2 separate regions of the Mus musculus genome follow, and region 1 is linked to region 2. Evidence: chromatin contacts called from public promoter capture Hi-C data. All regions are on one chromosome and are shown on one strand. Each heading gives the region's core, a stretch centred on a gene start, on an enhancer-like site or on the middle of the called end of the contact. The rest is flanking DNA. Distances are from core to core; before and after follow the strand shown. Region 1 overlaps Prkag2 (protein kinase, AMP-activated, gamma 2 non-catalytic subunit). Region 2 overlaps Prkag2 (protein kinase, AMP-activated, gamma 2 non-catalytic subunit).

What was found. Capture Hi-C pulls out chosen DNA fragments and counts their contacts.
Region 1: a promoter capture Hi-C map of adipose tissue shows a contact between it and region 2. The contact joins two enhancer-like sites. A contact is called at or near these places in 2 of 39 promoter capture datasets (embryonic stem cells and liver), 2 of 15 datasets of contacts at CTCF or cohesin (large pre-B cells and pro-B cells), 1 of 484 Hi-C or Micro-C datasets (Th2 cells), 1 of 115 datasets of contacts at active chromatin or transcription factors (embryonic stem cells) and 2 of 9 other capture datasets (adipose tissue and liver).

The regions. Positions count from the first base shown.
Region 1 is chr5:25,023,106-25,027,543 of GRCm38.p6, forward strand. All of the region lies in intron 2 of Prkag2 (protein kinase, AMP-activated, gamma 2 non-catalytic subunit), which reads right to left. Among named protein-coding and RNA genes, the nearest start is that of 1500035N22Rik, 39 kb to the left of the region's middle. Within about 2 kb of position 2,811, at least 65 of the 459 cell types and tissues checked have an H3K27ac peak or open chromatin away from gene starts, as enhancers often do. A contact at or near this core is called in adipose tissue, where this site is marked.
Region 2 is chr5:24,869,763-24,873,624 of GRCm38.p6, forward strand. It overlaps Prkag2 (protein kinase, AMP-activated, gamma 2 non-catalytic subunit), which reads right to left. Exons shown (of 16, transcript NM_145401.2): 12 at 1,732-1,897; 13 at 1,293-1,330. Among named protein-coding and RNA genes, the nearest start is that of Rheb, 29 kb to the left of the region's middle. Within about 2 kb of position 1,704, at least 69 of the 459 cell types and tissues checked have an H3K27ac peak or open chromatin away from gene starts, as enhancers often do. A contact at or near this core is called in adipose tissue, where this site is marked.

The DNA of each region.
Region 1 (4,438 bases), core at 1,561-4,060, 150 kb after region 2:
ATATCAGGCATCTCGAAGACTATGATGCCCCTGTGGGAATACCCCTTCAGAGACTATCAATTTCCTCTGTCATTCTCCACCTGACCCTAAGGAAGTGTCACATGGAGGTACAGGTACGGTGTAATATCCAAAATAAATTCAAGACTACCCTGTATCTTCCCCCTTCAAAAGGACTTTCCAAACTGTACTAGCAGGCCAAGTACAGAGTCAGATTAAAAAGTTGACTCACTAAACAAATATAGAAACATAGTTTTAGTGGTCAAAAACAAGATTAACAATTCCCCTGCCCCACCTCACACTAAAAACCACAAGGACAAACAAAATGAGAGTCACCCTATACAAACCAACCAATGTCTAAAACGGTTATTGGCTACACCAATTAAAATAAGCCAAATTACCCTGGTACCTATATCCAGCCCTTAAAAAGGTATAAAAAGTGTGTTCTTTCTTTGTTCTGGGTCTCTCCTCTGGCCTGTGTGCTGAGAGGGGGTTCCCCAATATGCTGGATAAGTAAAATCCTCATGTGTTTTGCAACAATGGTAGTCTCTGTGGTCTTTATGAGTGAGGGTCTTTTGATAAGCTATAACCGCGTGACCCACTTGATACCAACTCCTTCCTGAATGGCTTCTGACAATGTGGCCAGGATCTTATAACTGAGCCACCTCCATAGAAGATGTTCAAATCAACTCTCCTCCTACTTACAACAAAAATCAGTTAGATTCCTTGCCTCTTCAATTTAGCCACCATCCCATTTGCCTATGGGACTAAGGGTGACTTCTGAGAATAACTTTTAAGGAAAGAGGTTCTTTAGGTGGTAGGTGGACTGCCATGAAATAAGGAATGGGGAGCCAAGAGGCAGACCCTCACCTGCCGTAGGAACCACGCATACCAGAATGAGAGGATCCCCTAAAGCAACGATAAAATGAGCAAGGATTTGGACAGAGACGGGAGTATAAGTCCTGCACCAGCAATGTGGGTGGATGAGTGACCTGGGCCCCCTGCATCTGTCTCTTCTCTACACCATGAGGATGCTAGATTGCTTCATGGGCTGCAGAGATATTGGGCTATGTTATACACAGAAGGGATGTTTAACATGGGTCATGGCATACAGGTGGTCCTTCACATATGTCTGCCCAGCACCATCATTGTGCATTGAAGAGTTCTTGATAGAGAAGGGACTTGTAGTCTGGAAGAGAAGGAAGGCCGAGTTTCAGGAATGGCTCGGTTATGAGAGCTATACATGGTACCGGGACCTGATCCCTGACTGTGGGGGACCAACATGGCTCCAGAGCTAGGAAGGCACCAGCTGTCAGGTGTATGTGAGGTTCACCATTCTTCAGCTCAGGATGCCACCATGTTTGATGGCAAAAGGTGCTGGCTGGGAGCAGAAATCTCCTGAGTGCTCTGACCTCAAGGCCTGCAGCTTTAACCCAGACACTGCGCACCTCTAGTATCATTACAGAAATGTTCATGGGATCAAAGAGTCAAGGCAAGTTAGAGGCAGTCACCTTTAGAGTCCCTGAAGACTGGCCCACAGCACTCCTCTATGCCATATAGCTTGCTCTGATGAAGAGATGTCCCAGGCAAGTGCAAGAAGACAAAGGCAGACAGGGAAGCAGTGGCCCCAGAAGACCACAGACCAGGGGGGAAGCAGATGAAGGGATGCCAGGACAACAAGCCCACCTCTCACAGGACCCTAGATCAGGGAAGACCTGGAGTCTGGTGGGCAGGAAGGTGGGCAAGGTAGAGGAGGCATTCTGGAGTGGGACTGGAGAAGGAGCCAGGTCTCAGATACAGAGGGCTAACACACAGTTTACTCAGAAACTCATACAAAGAGTGGAGCTAAATGCCATAAAAGACCTGAATCTTTTTTGATTGGCAAGGAGCCCCTGAGACCCCACTGACTGAGAACCCATTCTATATTCAGAATTGCAGGCCCTAGGAGTTAGAAAAGGGAACCCCAGAAAACAGACCTTCTACTTTCTTCTCCTAAAAATAGCCAAAGAACATAGGATGCTGGGCCCTGCCTGAACTCTCCTACAGAGACCTGTCCCTGAAGATGGAACCCTTCCCTGCCTGTTTCCTGGATAAGGCTGGCAGGAAACAGCAGACCATGGGCGCCTTTAGAGCCACTAGGGATGCCTAGGCACCAGGCTATTAGGCTAGTCGAAGCAAACTGATACTCTGATCAACATAGCTGGATGACTCTCTCTCTGTGTATGGGTGAGCCTCCCTCCCAACTGTATGCCTGCTTCTTAGGAGCTAATGGAGAGTAGGCACTTGGGCCCTGGAAGGCAGAGTTTCCCAGAGGGAACATTCCATGTTTGTCAGGAAGCTGAGACTAGGGACAGCCCCTGCTCTGGTCTTATCTGAGCTTGTTTTTCCACAAAAGAGAAGAGGAGGCAGTGGGAGGAAGGAGCCCAGTGGGGGCTGGCTTCAGGACTGACCATGAGGGTTTGGCAAGACAGGGTATCCATGCTCTTGAAGATAGAAGCAGAGAACAGGGGTCAAAGGAGCCAGGAAGGCAGCTGGGAAATCCAAAAGCCGGGGACATAAGCGCCAGCCTTGGAATCCAGTGTTGAGTCCAGCGCCTCCGGCTGGAAGAGACAGAAGTGGGAGCTGCTGCACTAAGTTCCCAGGGCTCTGCTGTGGGCTCATCTCCAGAGGATCTGAGATCAGTTCTCAGCCAGCAGTGGGCAGAAATCAAGCCATGTCTGCAGCCTCTCCCAGGGGACACTCCCTGAGAGCAAGCGAGCGGTACGTGGGTGTTCCTCTTCTCGGAGTCTCAGTCCTGCTTGTGCTGACCGCCCTTCCTGCACCCTCTGCGCCTGCTCCTCGGTGATGTCATCTAATCCTTGATCCTTCTGGCAGGCACAACTCCTGGCCCTGGTTGGTATGTGAGAAGGCACGTTCAGAGAGAGACTGTCTTGTCTACGGCCACGTGGAGACGGCTAGGGATGGGAGGATTGTTGGTCAGGGATCGCAGAGTTGTTTGCTGGGCATCTGCAGGCCATTCCACAGACCCCTCTGATCAGCTCCTGCAGTGTGGCTGGCCAGCCCGAGGTGGCGAGCAACATTGACTCTCTTTGGTTAGTTCTGACTCATTAGCTATATACTAGAGTCACACCATCAGCTGACCAGAGTGCTAGGCAGAGACAGTTATTATGACAAAGAACTGGAGGACAGGAGACAGAGTGTGTAGAGAGGAGACACGGGAGTCCCATTTTCCTATCGATGATGTTCTCAGACAGCCCCTTAGGTAGTTAAGAGCACTGGGGTGTGGGATGTGTCCTGTTTAGGATACTCAGTCCCCCAAGCCTGAAGTTCAGGACATTAAGGGTACAGTGGGGACACACTCCATAGCACTGAGCAGCCTGTACTCAGGTCCAGCTCAGCTGCAAATCAGTCACGAGGGAGGGAGGCAGTGTTGTGCTTTCATCATGATGATGGAGTTTCGGCAGCTAAACACAGTACGTGCGAGTGTGCTACCTTAGGAAAAGCCGAGGAGCAGGGCTAGCGAAGAAGAACATCAGCCCCACGAGACGACGAGGCTGGCTTATATGTAAGCTGACTTAAGGAAACGTGTCTTGAACACTGAGTTCTCTGCTCAGCTCCACAGCCACCCATACCTGCACAAGCGGATGTGACTCGTGACCCTCACATGGACTGCCTCATTCATCCAATGTGGTTCCCGAGGACAGACCTCACTGCCCTGTCTGTCCTCTTCTGGTCTACCTGCTCCCTTGTTCACACCCTTCTGCCGTGAAAGCCCAGTAGCATCCCTAATCCACCTTGGGCCTCTTCCATCACATCCTCAGAAAGGGCCAGACATATGTAGAAATCTAACAGAAGGTCCCTCAGATGTTTCCACAAGTTCCATGTTGTGAAGAACGGAGCAAGGGCAGAGGCATGCCTTTCTAAGGCAAAAGAGACAATGTTGTAGATGCCTGTCACCTCCCTGTCTCCCTCTTGCTGTCACCCACACAAGAGGTTCCTGAGGGCTGAGAGACAGTGGCCCAGGAGCAGGTGCTCTATGGGTTGAGCACCAGGCTGCAATACCCATGGGAACTCCTAGCTCCTGACCCCAGCACCTCTTCCCATCACACAGAGCTGCTCAGGAGAGGCCCTGGCCCCAAGCTGCATCTAGAGATTGCTGATGTGGGAGAGGAGTGTGTTCTACGGTCCCTGGTCGTCTTTGTCGTCGTACTCTTCTTCTTCTTCTTTTTTTTTCTTTTTTCTTTTTTGGTTTTCTGAGACAGGGTTTCTCTGTGTAGCCCTGGCTGTCTTGGAACTCACTTTGTAGACCAGACTGGCCTCGAACTCAGAGATCCGCCTGCCTCTGCCTCCCGAGTGCTGGGATTAAAGGCGTGCGCCACCACTGCCCCGTGGTCCCTGGTCATCTATAGCATCTGATGCTGCTGTCACTGTATGAGCCACT
Region 2 (3,862 bases), core at 454-2,953:
GACATCTGAACTCTGGTCCTCGAGACTCACATCATGTACTGTTAATCTCTGACAGGTTACATTTTGAGAGTGTCTGTTGTGGAGGGGCCTGATGCTGTTCTTGTGAACCAATCCCCTAATGAAAAAAGGAGCCAATCACTGGGTGAGTAGGCGGGTTGAAGTACGTGGTTGGCATGGTAACGACCTGCCAGTGGGAACCTAGCAAGCTGGGTGGAGAGATTGTGGAGTTCAGAGTCAGAGTCTCCATGAGATAAAAACAGGTCGGCCATTGCCTGCCAGTGCATAGCGGGTCAGGCCGCCGGAGCAGAGGCACAAGCTCTGGACCGTGCCAGTTCTATTTTTTTTAATATTTCCTGCAACAAGTATTTTCTGCCAGGCTCCTCCCACTCTTGTCCATGGAGGCTCTACACCCCACATAAGCAGTGTCTCTTGAGAAATGGACTGACATCTGCCGAGGCTGACATGCCTCAGAGGGAGGGCGCCTGCATCAGAGTCTCCCAGTGGGTTCCCAGAGCTATTCGGGAAGTATGGGACTTGTTAACATCAAGAAGACCAGAAATCCACGGAGTCTCCCATGACCCCCACCGATTTTAGTGGGTCCATTCATCCAAGGTTCTAATGAAAAGATTTCTGGATTAATGAAATTATTTTTGGTTGAACCGAAAAACAGCTGCAAAACCATAATTAGTGGCAGGGTCAAAACTGTAGCAAAATGTGTGTCCGTTTCCGCTATCAAACCAGTTTCCCTTTCTTGGACACAGTATGAAACTCAAAAACTATCTTAAAGATGAGTGGGCAGCCAGTGTTAAAGGCAAAGGCACCAGTGAGGGGACTCAGGTCAGCAGTCACGACGTGCTTGGCTTTAAGAACCGCGGGAGACTAGGGCCTAGATCTTAGTCTCCTGGCTGTCTTCTTAGGTCAGTGTCTCCCAACCTGAGCAGGAATCTGCACTGATGAGGGCCCAGCTCATGTGTTCACTGAGCACCCCCATCGGCAGAGCAACCCCAAAAGAAATGTGGTCAAATAAGGCTCACGGGCTGTAGGGACGGAGACAACGAGCTCCCATCAGAGTGCCCGAGTAAAGACCATCACAGATGTACACACGGCTCACTGGTAAAGCAATATTATCAGATATAGCTCCCCTGAGAGGAGACTGAAATTCTCCAAGACTTTCACTGGAAAGGTCAGGAATTATTACATCATGGAATAAACAACTTAATGTATTTTAAGTTTTCATTTGTTTTAAAATGCATTCTGAATGACAGGCTTAAAAACATGAAAAAAATACTTACAATTACATCAAACTTGGAATAAATATCTACAACTTTTCCTAAAAATGAAAACATATGTTAGAAAAACATTTTAGGAACAGTAATGAAAAAAAATCTATCTATCTACCTATCTACCTATCTACTTACCTATCTACCTATCTACCTAGCTACCTATCTATCTATCTATCTATCTATCTATCTATCTATCTATCTATCTATCTAATCTATCTCAGTCTTAACTAGGTAACTACTGTGGATAACAGTGTTCAGTAAAACAAACGGGCTTGTTTAGAAGTAAGCAGGAGAGGGTATTTTGATGTAAACTGAAAACGGAGCCTGCTTAAAGTTATTTTCCTGACTGATGACTACTGAGCCGCAGCCCAGCACTCGCTCCTCCTCCGCTGTCTGCTCGCTCACTTCCCACTCATCCAGGCCCAGGAGCAGGCGTGGCCTCACAGACCTGACTCATCCACCACAGGCAATGCGGATATCCGTCTCTCCACGAAGATGTTCAAGGCTTTGATGATGGGAGTGTCTGGGTGAATGAAGGCAATATTGTGGTACGTTCCGATTCCAAGCTCATCCAGGTTCTGCTTCATGAAGGCAGGCTTTGGCATGTCAGACATCTGAGCAAGAAGAGACGTGAGAATGTTCTAGAACCCTAGCATGACCTCTCAGTGTGCATACATCCAGATCTGAATGAAGAACTATGTTCAACAAATTAAAGGCAAGTCTTTCCTAACAGTTAGCTTGGTGTCTCATTGTCATGAAAGTGTTATCCATCAGAACTGTCTCTCTCAAACCAGCTAACCACACGTTGTCTTTGTATAAGAAGCGATTCTAGATATTCAGTTTCCCTTCTCTTTGAACCAAAACCGTAGGAAGATGAGATCGACAGGTTTGTCTGGGAAACTAAGACCTGAAAGCCAGCACTGAGTGACCCCTTTATTCTTAGGTGATTTCTATTCAGCCCTGGGATCTGAAGCGACAGGAAGCCCTGTGTGTTTGCAGATCCTAGGCCTGACTGGCTACGACTAAGCTGCTCCTTGTTCCCACCTCCAATGACCGCACGCTTCCCGGATGGACCCAATTTCTCACTATTAACAAAGAACAGGCCGGCTGAACAAAGCAGACAGACCTTTGAAAATGCACTTCCCTTTTCTTACTACCTCAGAGGAGGAGGGGTAAACTGCAGAAAGTCTAGGATCAGGCTGGACTACAACAGAAAAATGTCTATGGTTTCAAAGATCCACCTTTTATAAAGGGCAGAGTTGATGCCATCTTCCTGGTGTACCTTATAATTATCAGGAAAAGATGAACAATTAGAAGAAACAAAATGTTCAAGTCAAAGAGTTCATCAATATTCAAATCATGAGACTCCTAGAAATTTAGAGAAAAAAAAAGAGAGAGAGAGAGACCTATTAGGTCACCTAATCCATCTCACCACAGAAATCCCCGCTTCACTGCCTGCCTTTTGCATGCTGGGGAGGGTATCACTACCCTTCCCCAGAACGATCCTGGTCCAGTAAAAATCAGGCCATCGTGTTTGTTTATTTAAAAATATGTATTTTTTTTTCTATCTGAGAACTCCTGGCTGAATATTCTGGCTGCAAGTTTCTACCTGCCATATTTGCCCAAATTAAGGCAACTTCCTTCTCTTCAGATTAGATGAGTGACACCATGAATAAGTGCTAACAGCACCAGGGGACTTCGTTGCGTAAGGACACCTCATGCAAAGCCCCCAGCACAGTGCCTGCCAGTGGCCAGCTGTCACACATGGGCTCCAGAGGCTGAGCCACCAGCCTAGCAACCGTGGGCCTTGAGCACCTGCCCCTCTGCCTAAACCCTTGGTTCCTGAGATGTCTCAATAAAGAACGCTTCTACACTCCCCATTACCAACTGACGGACAATACTCCTTGCTCGCTCTTCTTTAGTTGCCTAGTAAATGCCACGGGCATTTCAGCAAATTATTCTTCTCCCAATTTAATCAGGAAATGCGATTTGTCTCTGGATGCTCAGTTAAACTATGCGATCAGCTGGACCACCCGCACACGTCTCAATCACTCAACCCTTGACACCTCTGTAAACCCCTGGCTCTGCAAGGCTGCCTCCAGAAGATCAACGTGGGCCCTCCTGGAGACTTGTATGCTTAGTTGGTTCCTGATGGGGAACTGCAGACAGGACCCTGGAAAAGCTCCTTGGAAGACGCTTTCAAGTGTTCCCTTTAGAAAGATCACTTCAAATGGCCTTTCTGAGCCATCAACACCTCTGCTGTGCCTCCTGGCTAATGACCACATTCCCGCTCCCCTGGAGCCTCCTCTAATACTACAGGCCACGGGAACACAAACCACAGAAGTCCACTACGGTGTATCTCTTGCTCACATCTGTTCTGCCTTGGGAGTCTCTGGCCGCTGCAGCTGAGAATGAGGTAACCCCAGGGATGGTGTTTTTCTGCTCATGTTTCTAAAACCATGACCTCAATAAACACACCACAAGCGACTTCTGCCCTAAAGCCTGGCTCCCTCCATGCATGCCATGGGCCTCAGTGAGACTGAGGTACAAACTGCTTACTCTCCCCACCCCCTGCACGA